2 separate regions of the Mus musculus genome follow, and region 1 is linked to region 2. The links are chromatin contacts, called in public HiChIP or PLAC-seq maps. All regions are on one chromosome and are shown on one strand. The core of a region is the stretch at or near the end of the contact, and the rest is flanking DNA. Distances in the headings are between cores, read along the strand shown. Region 1 holds the start of Abraxas1 (BRCA1 A complex subunit). Region 2 overlaps Helq (helicase, POLQ-like).

The links. HiChIP or PLAC-seq counts read pairs in DNA pulled down with a chosen protein or histone mark.
Region 1: a contact with region 2 is called in an H3K27ac HiChIP or PLAC-seq map of embryonic stem cells, with 5 read pairs. The contact joins the promoter of Abraxas1 here to the enhancer-like site in region 2. A contact is called at or near these places in 3 of 39 promoter capture datasets (the C10 cell line, embryonic stem cells and erythroid cells), 14 of 484 Hi-C or Micro-C datasets (differentiating embryonic stem cells and embryonic stem cells), 2 of 115 datasets of contacts at active chromatin or transcription factors (both in embryonic stem cells) and 4 of 9 other capture datasets (adipose tissue, embryonic stem cells, liver and 1 more).

Annotation. Positions count from the first base shown.
Region 1 is chr5:100,816,206-100,823,428 of GRCm38.p6, reverse strand. It overlaps Abraxas1 (BRCA1 A complex subunit), which reads left to right and starts at 2,494. Exons shown (of 9, transcript NM_172405.3): 1 at 2,494-2,598; 2 at 4,822-4,912; 3 at 5,431-5,467. The coding sequence starts at 2,512.
Region 2 is chr5:100,764,201-100,770,626 of GRCm38.p6, reverse strand. Helq (helicase, POLQ-like) reads left to right here. Exons shown (of 18, transcript NM_001081107.1): 14 at 131-229; 15 at 2,172-2,345; 16 at 3,826-3,939; 17 at 5,552-5,686. Among named protein-coding and RNA genes, the nearest start is that of Helq, 31 kb to the left of the region's middle. Within about 2 kb of position 4,361, at least 17 of the 459 cell types and tissues checked have an H3K27ac peak or open chromatin away from gene starts, as enhancers often do. A contact at or near this core is called in differentiating embryonic stem cells and embryonic stem cells, where this site is marked.

The DNA.
Region 1 (7,223 bases), core at 1,245-3,744, 55 kb before region 2:
CAGTAGTAACCTTGTATATTCATCATTCACACAGGCCACTGTGGTTGCAAGAAGGGTCTTTAAGACACATAGTTTCCCTTCCAGACACTTGATACAATTGAGCTGAAAGAATGTCCTCCTATTTTGTTTCTGCACAGGGGTTAATAATACAGTATTAGATTTCCCTCATCATGCAACCCACAAATTCATACGCATGCCTTTACTTTCAGTTCTGCGAGGGCTAAAGTTATATGTTAAGTTTTAACTACTGTGCTTAAGAGATCTATAAAACAAAAAACGCCTCTAACCTGTAAGCCCCACTTGCCCAAGGGCAGCCAGCTTCCTGGAATGCTGGGGGCTGCGGTTCAAGTAAGATAACAAGCCAGGTGTTTTCACTTCTGTGAAGAAGGTTGGTTGCTCCAGCTGCACAGGAAGTGCTTGGTCACATGCATGATAGAGAGGTATGTAGGCAGGAAGTATGTCCGGATATGATTGCTGTTGATTGGATGAACGTGGGAATACGGAGTCTTGTGGGGTTTACAGCCATTCTCTGGGCATCCAAGGTATGGAACTGGCCGGTGTCCATCATCCTGACCAGTATCTAATAAAGCCTGCTTTACATTTTGCTCAAAAATTGTGGTACTAGTCTTATTTTCACCTGGTAGGATTAACACTTCTTCTTACTGCTTTGTATACCATTGTACGGTCACAACATGGTGATGTAGTTTTCAGACAGCAATAGGGTCTAGTGAGGGTGTTATCCCAGAACACAGCTGTGATGGTCTCAAAGATATGCCCACACAGTCTAGAAATCTGAATAGTTTCTGGTTGGTGGCACCATTTGGATAGGTTCAGGAGGTGTGGTCTTGCTGAAGGAGTCACTGGGGGCAGGCTTTGAGAATTAAAAGACTTGTGCCAATTTTAGTTTGCTCTCTCTGCATCTTTCTCGAGGTTCAGGGTGTCCTCTGCTTGCTGTACCATGCCTGCCTGCTGCTTGCCAGGCTCCCTGCTGTGACGGTGATGGGCTCCTATCCCTCTGGATGTGTAAGCCCAAATAAACCGTCCCTTCCGTAAGGTTCCTTGGTCATGGTGGTTTATCACAGCAACAGAAAAGCAATTAATATTCAGCAGAAATGTCACCACACCCAAGGTCATCTGCTCCATACTTAAAAGCTAATATTCAGAGAATGAGAGTTGGTGGAAGGAAATCGGGTTTATTCAAGACTTTGTATTCTGAGATGTGGGAAACTATTTCTCCCCTCAAACTTGCATATTAGGGAACTCGGGTACATGAGAACTCCTTCACAAGGGGGGGGGAGGTGCCGAGGTCAAAGGGTGGGAAATGTACGTGCTGGGTAGGATCTTTGTCATCTAGGACTGTTGTCTTTATTCTCCTGTCACAACCAGCCTTGAACTCTGGTGGCTAGCTCATGTAATGAAAACTAAATACCATGGGCCTTTACATGTATTATGTATAATTATATATGTGATACATATGATAGTACCACGGAATATATATTAATACATACACATTCTATAATACATATGTATTATACATATGTTTTTCTTTTTTTTCTTTTTTTTTTTTTTTTTTTTGGTTTTTTGAGACAGGGTTTCTCTGTGTAGCCCTGGCTGTCCTGGAACTCACTGTAGACCAGGCTGGCCTTGAACTCAGAAATCCGCCTGCCTCTGCCTCCCGAGTGCTGGGATTAAAGGCGTGGGCCACCACCGCCCGGCACTATACATATGTATTCTATAAATTCTCCTTTCCTAGGGGGAGGAGAACTCCACAAGCTATTAGTGACCACAGAGTGGAGCTGTGACTTCTTCCATGTTGCCACTGACAAGCTAATCCTGGCTATTGCACAACAAAACTGAGACATGCAATACTAATGCAATTCAGGAGCATGCCACTTTGCCAAGTTTCAATTATTTAAAAACCATCGGCTTTTTAAATTGTGTATGACACGTGTGAAATACATGTCAATCCCTCACCTTCTCACTTACTTTAGTCATATCAAATGATCCAACACAATATGTTCGTGCTTATCATTGAACTTTCACAATGTTATAAACATACATAGTCTTTAAACTAGACTCAGTTCATAACTTTATAATTGCAAGCAAACAAACCAAAGAATCAAATACACACAGACAGAATAACGCAACACAGCGGGAATACTCTAGAGAAGATAATTCCCACCCACCACTGGTTATTGATCTTCCATAAGTTCCAATAGATGAAGGGCAGTGGAAACCCCAAAAAGACATATCCGTGGTATTAAAATATTGCTAAGCGATTCTTATTTTTACAACCATTAGTAGCCTTAAACTATGCATAAACAGTGTTTTCCATGCATGCTGCAGGTGTCTCAGCCAAGCTGATGAAAGAAGCACCCTACCCGGCTAGAGGACACCGCGCTCCCTACAACCCGCGTCTCCCGGTGCGCAGGCTCAAGCCCCGCCCCTACGCTCCAGCCTCCCGTCATGCTCCGCGATAGTGGCTGTGGCGGCAGCGACCGAGGCGGCAGTATGGAGGGCGAGAGCACGTTGGGGGTGCTGTCTGGCTTCGTGCTCGGCGCGCTCACTTTCCATCATCTCAACACAGACTCAGACACGGTGAGCCGGGCGCGGCTGCCGACCCCGCCCGCAGTCCCCGCTCGCTCCGTGGGTTCGCGGAGCAGGGCGCCCTCCCGGGCTCTCATCCGGGCCCTTTTTCTCTGCTCGCCCTTGGGCTTGGAGGAAAGTTCCCCGGGGCCTCCGGCTCGGCGACGAAAGTCGGGCAGCTTACCTGCCTCGCTACCCTGCTGTGCGAAGGATCCCGGCGCCGGGTCCTACTCGCAGCGCGTGAGCGTCGCGAGGCTCGGGAGGACGAGCAGGGGCGAGCCAGACCCCGCACCCAGCCGCAAGGGGCTGGCTAGTTGTAGGGCTACCCTGGCATGAGGCTGTAAGATCCGGCTATTTCTGTGCTACTTTCCGTTACAAACGCACCTTGTCCAGGATCAGATGTGTAAATGCATTTTTAAGCCTTTGCCTCCTTTCGAAGCCCGTGAGTGACATTGAAAACAAATTTTAAGGCTTTTTTTTTTTTTTTTGGTAGATTAAAAACTTACCGTAAAACTTTGAGGTCTGGCAGTAGCATCTTGTATTAAGTTCTTAGTAACATAAAGAAAGAAACTAGAAACATCTAAAATGAGTTTGGGGTCTGCACGAATACAGTGCAGAGAGCACCATACTGAACAGTGTGGAGTAAGGTATTTGAACTGTTGAGTCCTTCGCTTTAAGTGTCAGATCTGCGTTGCCTAAATTGCTTCTCAGCACAGTCCCAGTGATAGGAGTGTACAATGATTTTGATGTGCAGTACATCAAAATACCAGGGGGAAACAAATGACATCTTTGAATGCGCGAGGTACTCACCGGGCAGCACATAATGGGATGATACATTAGCATGGCTCTACGGGAGGATGATACACAAACTTCATACTAAACACAAACACGTGTGTGTGTGTATCTGTGGGACTTATTTTAGAAGATGTTTAGCGTGAACATAAGTAAACTGCCCTAAGTCTGTAGTTTATAGGATTAGCCCTTGTACACTACATCTTGGTGTTTGACCCTAGTTTCTCAGATATTTTAACTTTTGTTTGTTTGTTTGAAGAGTCATTTACTGAGCATCTGTGGATCACACATGGGCAGTGCCCAAGTAGACCAGAAGAGGGCATAACATCCCCTGGAACTTAATGGGAGATAAAGATGTGGGCGCTGAGAACTAAATCCTGTTCTTTTGCAAGAGCAGCCACTGCTCTTAATGACTGAATCGTCCCTCCAGCTCAACTAAAGTTTTTAGAGTTGGTTTCTGAATAATTGTACTTAGAATTGACTGGTACTTTTCCTAGTTTTTAACATTGGGAGTATCAAAATCAAGAACATTTGCAATTGCAGATTTTTACCCACTTGATTCTGTTAAAAGACTGGGACATTCCTATGTTTGTTTGGTTGGTCGTTCGATTATTTTGATGAAATGGAGGCAGGGCATTATAAACCAATTTTAATGAATAGAAGAGTTCACTTGATCTTTAAATGCACCCAAAGAAAAAACTTGAGTCACTGAAATGAGAAAACAAAACAAAAACTCAAAAGGCTGCCTGTATTTTAAAAGAAAACAGGCACACAGTAGACCCACTGGGAAGCAGATGTAACTGAATTACAAATCTTTATTTTTTTTTAATAATTTTTAGACAGATTTACATCTGAAAACATTGATCACTTTAGCATTCCATAGCTAAGAAACCTCCACTGACACTCAGAAATATGTGTAAAATCCAGACTTGGGCTGCTCATTTGGATTATCTTGTGGGACTTTACCCTCTTGTTACAACTGTCCACAGAAGCCTTGCGCTTCAAGACAAACTGCTCAGCTGAGCTCTTAAACAGACTTAAAACTTTTATGCATTTGAGTTAGGGGTGCTTCACTCTCTGCCTTCCCAAACTATTACCAAGCCCTTTAAAGTCAGTTCTACTCAGCCTGGCGTGGTGGCGCTCGCCTTTAATCCCAGCACTTGGGAGGCAGAAGGCAGGCGAATTTCTGAGTTCAAGGCCAGCCTGGTCTACAAAGTGAGTTCCAGGACAGCCAGAGCTACACAGAGAAACCCTGTCTCAAAACAAACAAACAAACAAATCAGTTCCACTCTGTCTCCCTCTCAGCCTTTCCCAGTTACCCATGTGCCCACTACCTATAACACATTTGTATATTGTGAAATTCTGAGAAGATATGATTAGGAGATAGAATATTGACCCTAGCCAGTGTGTTTCATATACTGCTTCTTTTGTTTACTCTCATAGGAAGGTTTTCTCCTCGGTGAAATGAAAGGTGAAGCCAAGAATAGCATTACTGATTCACAGATGGACAACGTTAAAGTTGTTTATACAATTGGTGAGTCACTTAGTTCTGTTTTGGTAGTTTGCATGCCGAGGACAAGCAGCATAAGTGTTACTTTCACTCTTATATTTTAGTTGTTCTGGGGAATATACACATGTGTGTGTTTAAACTGTTAACATATATACGGTAATGTTTTGAAAAGCACTCCAAAAAAAAAAAAAAAAGAAAAGAAAAGAAAAAACCAAAAGTGTGGGTGCAGTGGTACACACCTGTAATCCTCACACTAAGAAAGTAGAGGCAGGAGGATCAGAAGTACAGCTCTACACATTTGCTGTTGTCTAGGGAGTGTAACACTTGCAGTTCCAGGTGGGACTCCAGGTTGGATTTCTAGCCCTGCATGTCTGGGAGTCACTTGATTTCTGGGTGAGCGTGGTCTGTCTTAGGGTGGTCTGAAGAGGGATGAGCTCTGCATAGTGAAGCTCCTAGCTAGCGGGAGGCCAAACGCTCCTCAGGGTGGTGGGCAGTGGGCAAGCAATTAATACACTCATGACTAGAAATCCTTTTTCTCCTAGACATTCAGAAATATATCCCATGCTACCGGCTTTTTAGGTGAGTAATAGTATTAGTAAAAACAAGTAAATTATCCATTGTGACAATTGTTTGCAAGGTAAATAATTTTAAAAACTAACAGTGTCTTCATAACCAGACATGGTAATTGAGTGTCTTGGTTACATAGAAGTTTGTTTGTTTTTTTTTCAGTATCTAAGGTACACTAGTCCACATCAACTGCATCTGTAATTTCATTAGTTGTGTTACCCTTAGCTGGCTTCTACTGCCTCTGAAAAACCAGTGTTCTCTGAGAATTGCCTTTTCTTCTCACACACAATCCTCTCATTGCATATATAAACTCATGACTGACAGGTACTTTAATGTCACTAACAGTCACCAAGCAAACAGACACAACCGTAGGATGGTGTTATTTTAAAGACTGTTTTATGATTTATATCAGCCACAGGAGAAAAAGAATGAGTGTCGTACACTCTCACACAGTGTATACATGTCTAAGACGGTGGGAGTTACAAGGCATACGTGGTAAAGAGGGATCTGTGGGGAAGAAAGTATGACAAGACAGCCTGGGGTGTTCTCAGACTGATAAAGCAGGAAGGAGTCAGTCTGCTTACAGCCCTTCTTACACACTGGACGTGCAGGTCTAGTCATTGAACGGGGAGTTCTTAGTGGAACCTCCTAGAAAAGACTTCTTGAAGGGCCTTCTGGATCAGCAAAGGATTAAGAGAACCTGTATTTCCGGGCAACTACATTAAGAATCAGGCTAGTTTAGTAGTGTCTGGGCTAGTTTAGTAGTGTCAGCAAATACACTGATTTGCTCATTTCAGAAGTCTACAAGTTTCTTGAAAACAGGTCATTGAAACCTAAAACATAGTTTGTTTTTTTTGTTTTTGCTTTTGATTTTCCAAGACAGGGTTTCTCTGTGTAGCCCTTGCTGTCCTGGGACTTGCTTTTTAGACCAGGCTGGCCTTGAACTCACAGAGATCCACCTGCCTCTGCCCCCTGAGTGCTGGGATTAAAGGCTTATGCCACTATGCCTGGCCTTTAAGTATGGATTCTTTAAAGTGTATCCTTTTGGGGAGTGAGGAGACAACAGGGCTCTGATTGTAGCCCAGGCTGTCCTAACCTCCAGAGTCTTCTGTCTCAGCCTTGCAGGTGTCAGGTTATAGGCATTTGTCACCATACCTGGATTATTATGTTTCCATATAAAACTGCAGAAGCTTGACATAAGATCAGTGTTCTCATGTGTTTATACTATTAGCCTATGCTTACATATCCCAAGGTTCTTTCTACCTTAGATACCAGGTTGAGATGCTTAGAAATGGACCGTGCTAAAGAAATACAGCAATAACATTTATTATTGTTGTTATTTATTGTCTCCTCTCTCCCCTTTTTCTCTCTTCCCTTCTCTTTCTCTGGGGATTGAACTTAGAAACTGGGCATTGGTTTCTGGAACTGTCACAATTTCAGTCTTTATCCAAGTCACAAATGCCATAGCAGTTGTCTTTCAACAAACCCAGCTACCCCTTAACCCATTAAAATATTTTTAATGGAGTTATTTTTTCTTGTGGTACCAAGATTGACCCAAGGCCTTTACTTTGCTAGGTAAGCACTACACTGCTGAGCTGTAATCCCAGGCTGTGTGTTTGTTTCAAACATTGTGTGACTAAGTTATTGGCTGGCCTTAAACTCACTCTTGTAGCTTAGGCAGGCCTTGAACTTGAGATCGTCTTCTCTTAACCTGTTTAGTAGATGGATTCATAGGCCTGTACCAAGCTCAGCTTAAAGGTGTTACCAA
Region 2 (6,426 bases), core at 3,112-5,611:
TGATAATTCTGTAATATTTATAAATGTCCATTATAGCGCTGTGACCTCAGACTTAACCCTGGCGTCGGCTGGAGTGAGACTCTGAAGGCTGCAGTTGCATGCTTTCATTGTTTATCCCTTCTCCGTGTAGTTTGGTCAACTCAGCCCAACAGAGCAGAATGTAGCCGCTCTTCTCGGAGTCTCCGAAAGCTTTATCGGGAAGAAAGCAGCAGGACAAGCCGTCAGAAAGGTGCCGTGTCTTTCTTATGTCCTCGAAACTGAGTGTCCTTCTACCATCTCCCTACTGACTTGATCCTTTTGTTTCCCAGCATATGGAAGGTAGAGGTACATTGATCTCTGAGTTCAAGGCCAGCCTGGCATACATAGTGAGTTCCAGGCAAGACAGAGCTACACAGTGAGACCCTGTCTTTAAAAAAACAAAAAAACAAACAAAAAAAAAACAACCCAGCCTCCCCCCCAACCCCCCTGCCTTTACACAATTCCAGCGTCAGGCTCAGGTGGTCACCTTGCACAAGTGCTTTAAACTGCAGAGCCATCTCACCAGCCTACCTCTTCTTATTGACATTTCTTACAAAAGCTTGTAATTGTCATTAAGACATCTATCACGCCATGTAATAATTCTGTCATTTTATCTGGCTTTGGAATTACATTCTAAGCAAAGTCTACATTAACTCAATTTATAGTTAATGGTAAAAGCACATTAAAAATGCCAAATTAAAAAGCTATCTTTGCCTACCCAGAACTCAATATACTTTTTCAGCTTAATGCTTTTAAAAGGATGGTCCATTATATACATGCTGAATTTGTAATTCAAAATCCACTGAGACAGAGCCGTTATCTCAATATTCTTTTCCTATCTTATTTATGTTTTCATTTTCAGACAGGGACTTGCTGTGTAGCTCAGGCCTCGATTTCCTACTGGGCCTTCAAGTGCTAGGAGCGCAGGCACCCCGTCATGCCAACCAGTGATGCACTCTAAGACTACTTTCCTTTCAGATACATCTGTGAAATTGTCTCTTACGTTACCCTGATACTAGTGATGACATTCTTTGCATAAGATCACTAGCACCACAGGCAAAAGCCGATCACAGAACAGAAACTGCCAGCCACGGGAAGTCTTTTCCTGTCTCTCTGCTTCAGCTTTGGGAACACTGATTATCACGACCACGGGGAAACCATAGCATACTCCCTTACAGTTTGTAGTATAGACAAGCCCACCATTTAGTTACGTGTGTTTGTCTAACTCACATGCCAGTGCAGTTTACACACGCACGGTATGGAGTTCTCCCTAACTTCCAGCAGACTATGAATCCACACAGAGCTGTGTGGCCGTTCCATTCTACACAACTCAGTAGCCCATATTGGTTCAGACTTTGAGAGTCTGGTCCCGAGTCTTTTATTTTAGGCATATTTAAGCACGGCACAATTTGGTAAAAATGTTCCTGGTAATAAGTAACTCAGTCCCATGTGCACAATATGAATACACCGAAGGGCTTTGGGAAGCACATGTGACATCTCCCATAAGGACAGGTCCTACAGAGTGACGAGAAAACAAGGCCGTAAGAAGCTCAGAGCTCACCGGACTGTTAGGCACATCACTCCCAGCCTTCTGGATGTACAAGAGGTTCTACACCTCTTCCCGTGAAGGAACACCTCTGACTGTTACCGTTCCTGGCCCCTACTGCTTATCTGGGGGCCCAGGAGCCTCCATGCCTCCCATCCCCTCAGCATATGTGAGGCCGGCCCGGTTTCTCCCAGTTGGGAGGCTACCCTGGCTTCTTGGGTAGGCTGCAAGGAGAAGCCTCCGTGTTTCCTCCTAGTTGTATGGCTCGGGTGTGACAGCTCCTTGGCTCACACGTGATCTCTTTGACCTGAGCTCGCTTTTCACTGACTTGTGCATCTCCTTGTCTTGTCCTCATTTATGAAGATTCCAGTCAGCAAGTTCAGGGCCCGGGGTAAATCCTGGCTGGCGTCATTTACAGGTCCTGAACTAACCGCATCTGCCAAGGCCCTCGTCCCAAGCTGTCACGGTTGTGAAGGTTCGATCTGCTCTCCTCTGCAGAACAGAGACAAGTGACCTTGACTCCTCTGTGGCTGGCCAGGGGCTCTGTGCCGCCTCTGTCCCCGCAGCCACAGCCCACCCACTTAGGACACCTTTTGTGTCTTTATAGAAGGTGGACAAGAACGTTGTCAACAGACTCTACCTGTCGTTTGTGCTTTATTCTTTGCTGAAAGAGACCAATGTTTGGAGTGTGTCTGAGAAGTTTAACCTGCCCCGAGGATACATACAGAACCTGCTTATGGGAGCTGCCTCCTTCTCTTCCTGCGTGTTACATTTCTGTGAGGTAATCAGTTAACTGGTGTCTTCTCACGTTAACCCTGGTAAACTTGAAAGCAGTTGCCTCTCTCCTCCCTGCTGAGTCACTGTGTTCTTTCGGAGCATGCAGCTTTATTTAAAGCCTTTCTTGGTTTCTGCCTTTTTACATGAGGACTGTGTTGAGCTTATGGAAACGATGCAGGAATTCCCAAGTCAGCTAAAACGCTTCAGCAGTGGGAAGTGCAGAGCCCGCCTGTTCTCAGGACCAGGGCCGATGGTTCCAGGCTATCCCTTACAACCTGGCTTCTGTGTGACGACTCGGGAGTGATGAGGGGTTTGGTCAGTTACCCGAGTCCGTCAGCGGCCAGGGGACTGCTCAGTCCCACATCTTCTGGACAGCCATGGGGACATACACATTTACTTCTAGTGTCGGGCAGGCAGCCCTACGTCAAACATAGGCTCTACATGATAGGTGTATATACATGATGCTAAAATTAATATTTTATTTATATATGTTATACATGTTATATATCATATATATGCATGTGCGTGTGTGTGTGTGTGTGTGTGTGTGTATGTGTGTATGGCAGCCTCTGCCTCCTGAGTGCTGGGATTAAATGTATGCACCACCACACACCGCTCACCAGGTTTTAATTCAATTTTCTTTCCTATCTTAAACCTCTGTAGTCTACGAATGTTAATAACTAAGTGTGCCGTAAGTGCTAATGAAGGGTCATTGGTGTATTTTCACTCTATAGCTCTGTTCTGTTCAGCAGCTGTGCTAGTGGAGATGATCTCTAACCAGGATTAGTAGTGAAAACTTAGTGACGTTCTTCCTCCCCTGTGGTGGAAGAGCCTGTGCCACCAGGGCAGCGCAGTGCCGGCCATGTGGCAGTTGGTCTAGAGTCTTTCACACTGCTGTCAGTGTGGATGTGAGACAGGGTCTCTCACGGAGCCTGGAGCTCACCACTTTGGCTGCACACCCGTGTACAAGCACACAGTGCCCCCAGGGCTACAGGCGTGTGCCACTGAGCCGCACAGGACTTTTCTGTGGGTGCTCAAGCTTGTGTCTCATGCACTTAACCCGGAGCCAGGGCCCCAGGCCTCACGCGTGGCTCTTACACAGACAGGCTGATGTGATATCCTCCAGCCACGCGTCATGCCCTACTCAGAGCTCCTGTTCTCGTTAGCTTAAGGGCTTTGTTGACTACCACGCTGCATGTGACTGTCCTTATTTAATACTTCATCTCTGGGTTAACTCCCACAAGTAAAAACTCTTTAGAGTCACTCGACAAACAAAACTGTACAGACACTTCTGAAATTTTGATTAGAAATAACTTTTTTCTTAATTTTCAGTCTTTTTTCCTCCTCCAAAAGCTCCCAAGGCTCCATGCTTCCTTGCGGTTGGGAGGCTCTATCTCCCTTAGCCCTCGCTCCTCCGAGCTGCAGCTCAGTATGTAACTTACATAAAATACAGAACTTACAACGATGCATCTTTGTCTGCTCAGGAGCTGGAGGAATTTTGGGTTTACAAAGCCCTTTTGGTGGAACTCACCAAGAAGCTGACGTACTGCGTGAAGGCGGAGCTAATCCCTCTCATGGAAGTGACCGGGGTCTTAGAGGTCAGCCTCATCCCACCCTCCTAACTGAGTTCATGTCTTCTAACAGAAAAACAAGTTTTACGGTCTTCTGAAGTGTTACTGCGTGGTAGGTTCTAGAAAGAGTCCTACTGTTCCAGGTCCTGTGGAGGAACAGAACCGATGGAATCAGCACATAGAAACAGAGGACTTGATGGATGGGCCTGCGTTGCTGGCTGGTCCTGAGACTGAACCCCGAGCAGTTCCCGGAGAGCTGCTGATCCCCACGTGAAGACTGAGGAAGCTGGGTTTCAGCAGCAGCAAGGACTGGAGGCAGCAGCAGGGTAGATGCAGTCAGAAACAGAGCAGAGTTGGGCATGCAGGGATAGTCTCATGTGCACTGTGTAAAAGCTCAGTGCTCAGTAAAGAGCTGGGTGACCTGGCAGGAGAGAGTGGGTGGGACTTGCAGGAGAGAGGAACTCTGGGAGAGAGAGGCAGGAACATTACCACTACCCGGACTCCGAAGGCGGGTGTGTGAAACTGAGGAGAAGCAGCCATCAGCACGGCAGACGTAGAACAGTGTGAACGGGTTGATATCGGTTAGAAGCCAGTGGGGAGCAAGCCTGAGCTAAGGCCAGAAACATTGTGAATTAAAATAGCCTGTGTCTCAGAACAAGGGAGGGAGGTGTAGAAGAGCCCAGGCTTCCACGTGGGCCAGCAGAGCAACCCCATCCCTGCTTTCAGCACACCTCTTCCTCTCTCCTTCCACCACCACCCCCAAACTCCTTTGGTTTCTTGAAACAGGATTTCTCTTTGCATCCCTGGATGTCCTTGAATTTTCTCTTCAGACCAGGCTAGCCTCAAAGTCAGAGCTCCTCCTGCCTCTGCCTCTGCCTCTGAGTGCTGGGATTAAAGGTGCTCGCCGCCACTGCCCAGCTCCCCTCCAACCTCCTCGGCCTGGGCTGCTGGCAGACAACAGAAAGTGGGGCCTACGCTGGGGTCAGTCAGTCCTTCTAGACCTTCCCAGACAGGAGACTCAGCTGATCCCAGATCAGGTCGCCCAGAAGTCTTTCTCGTTTCCTTCGTTTTAAATCAAATGATGCCACGGCCTCCCAGGAAGCCACTATGTCTGAGAAGTGGATATGATGAAAGATCTCCCGTATGAGAACTTGGGCTCCACTCTCCCCCAAGGACTGTGCCCTGCGACTCAACCATAGCTCCTCTTTCTCCACTGGAGTAAAGAGTTACTCTCTGTCAGTTTGTACCCAGTGCAGTGATGACTGACGGACAGACTGATGGCAGGAGATGGTGGGGAGAAAGGACCCTCAGTCGGGTGTTAGCAGCACGCATCAGCTTCAGTCCTTTTGTCCTCTGCTTTTCATTCTGCGTAGGAAGTGCGTGCACACAGGTGCGCCTGACTGGGTTCCCTTCCCTGGCTTTGTCCCAGCAGCCGACTTAGACCTTGTGGAAAGCTCCCCTCGGTACCTTTCAGATTAGAGCCCAAACATCTCCTCAAAGCTCTGCAGTGTTCTGCTGGGTTACCTCCTCACATTTACATTACTGTCTGTGTCTCTTCCTATCTGTTGCATGTGGGGTTTTTTTTTCTTTTTTAATAATCCCAAATACTCATAGTATTTTTTTTTCTTTAATACTTTAGGGTCGAGCAAAACAGCTATATAACGCAGGTTACAGGAGCATCATGCACTTAGCCAATGCCAACCCAGAAGTGTTGGTGAAGACAATTGATCATCTGTCCAGACGGCAAGCCAGGCAGATTGTTTCCTCAGCCAAGGTGAGCAAGCCTTCCTCGCAAATACGCCGTAGCATCGTGATGAGATATCCGAGCGAAGCAACTCGCATCGAATAACGGTTTACCAAAAACACGTCCGTAGCTCACAGCACTCTGTAACTCTAGTTCTAGGGGATCGGATGTCCTCTTCTGACCTCTGAGGGCACTGCACACACGGGGTGCACAGACACATGCAGCAAGCATCCATACTCATAAAACACACTTAAAACAAAAAGGCCCAGGGTACACAGATTTCCTGTTTTTGACACAGGATTGCCGAGGAGAGAGACCCTAAAAATTAACGCTGTTCTGAGGCCGTCTTGTAGCTCTCTTCTGGGCCTCCTCATGGGAGTCCTCTCCAGTGTGCCTCCCTTCGGTCTTGTACCCGCAAGCTCTTCACTGACAGGGGCATTCCCAAGGCCATCGCAGTGGGCTGAGGTTAAATTTACCTCTGGAGATTTCTACCACCCATACGTGCGCACTGCCCTCTGGAGCCAGCCTATTCTTTCTGGCTATACTTTTCAAAGTTTTAAAGCAGGAGTTTCTCTTTTCTTTGTTGAGTTCCATGGCTTCAGGCTATTTGCTCTCTTCCATCCCCATTTCAAGATTGCTGCTATTCTGTTTGTGTGGGTGAAGCCATTACAGCAATCTGGTATTATGTCCTTGGTCACAAGTGTGTACATTGCTTAGCTTTTTAAAACTTCATTGTTATGTTACTGTGCTAGATAGTCTCGTGTCTACTT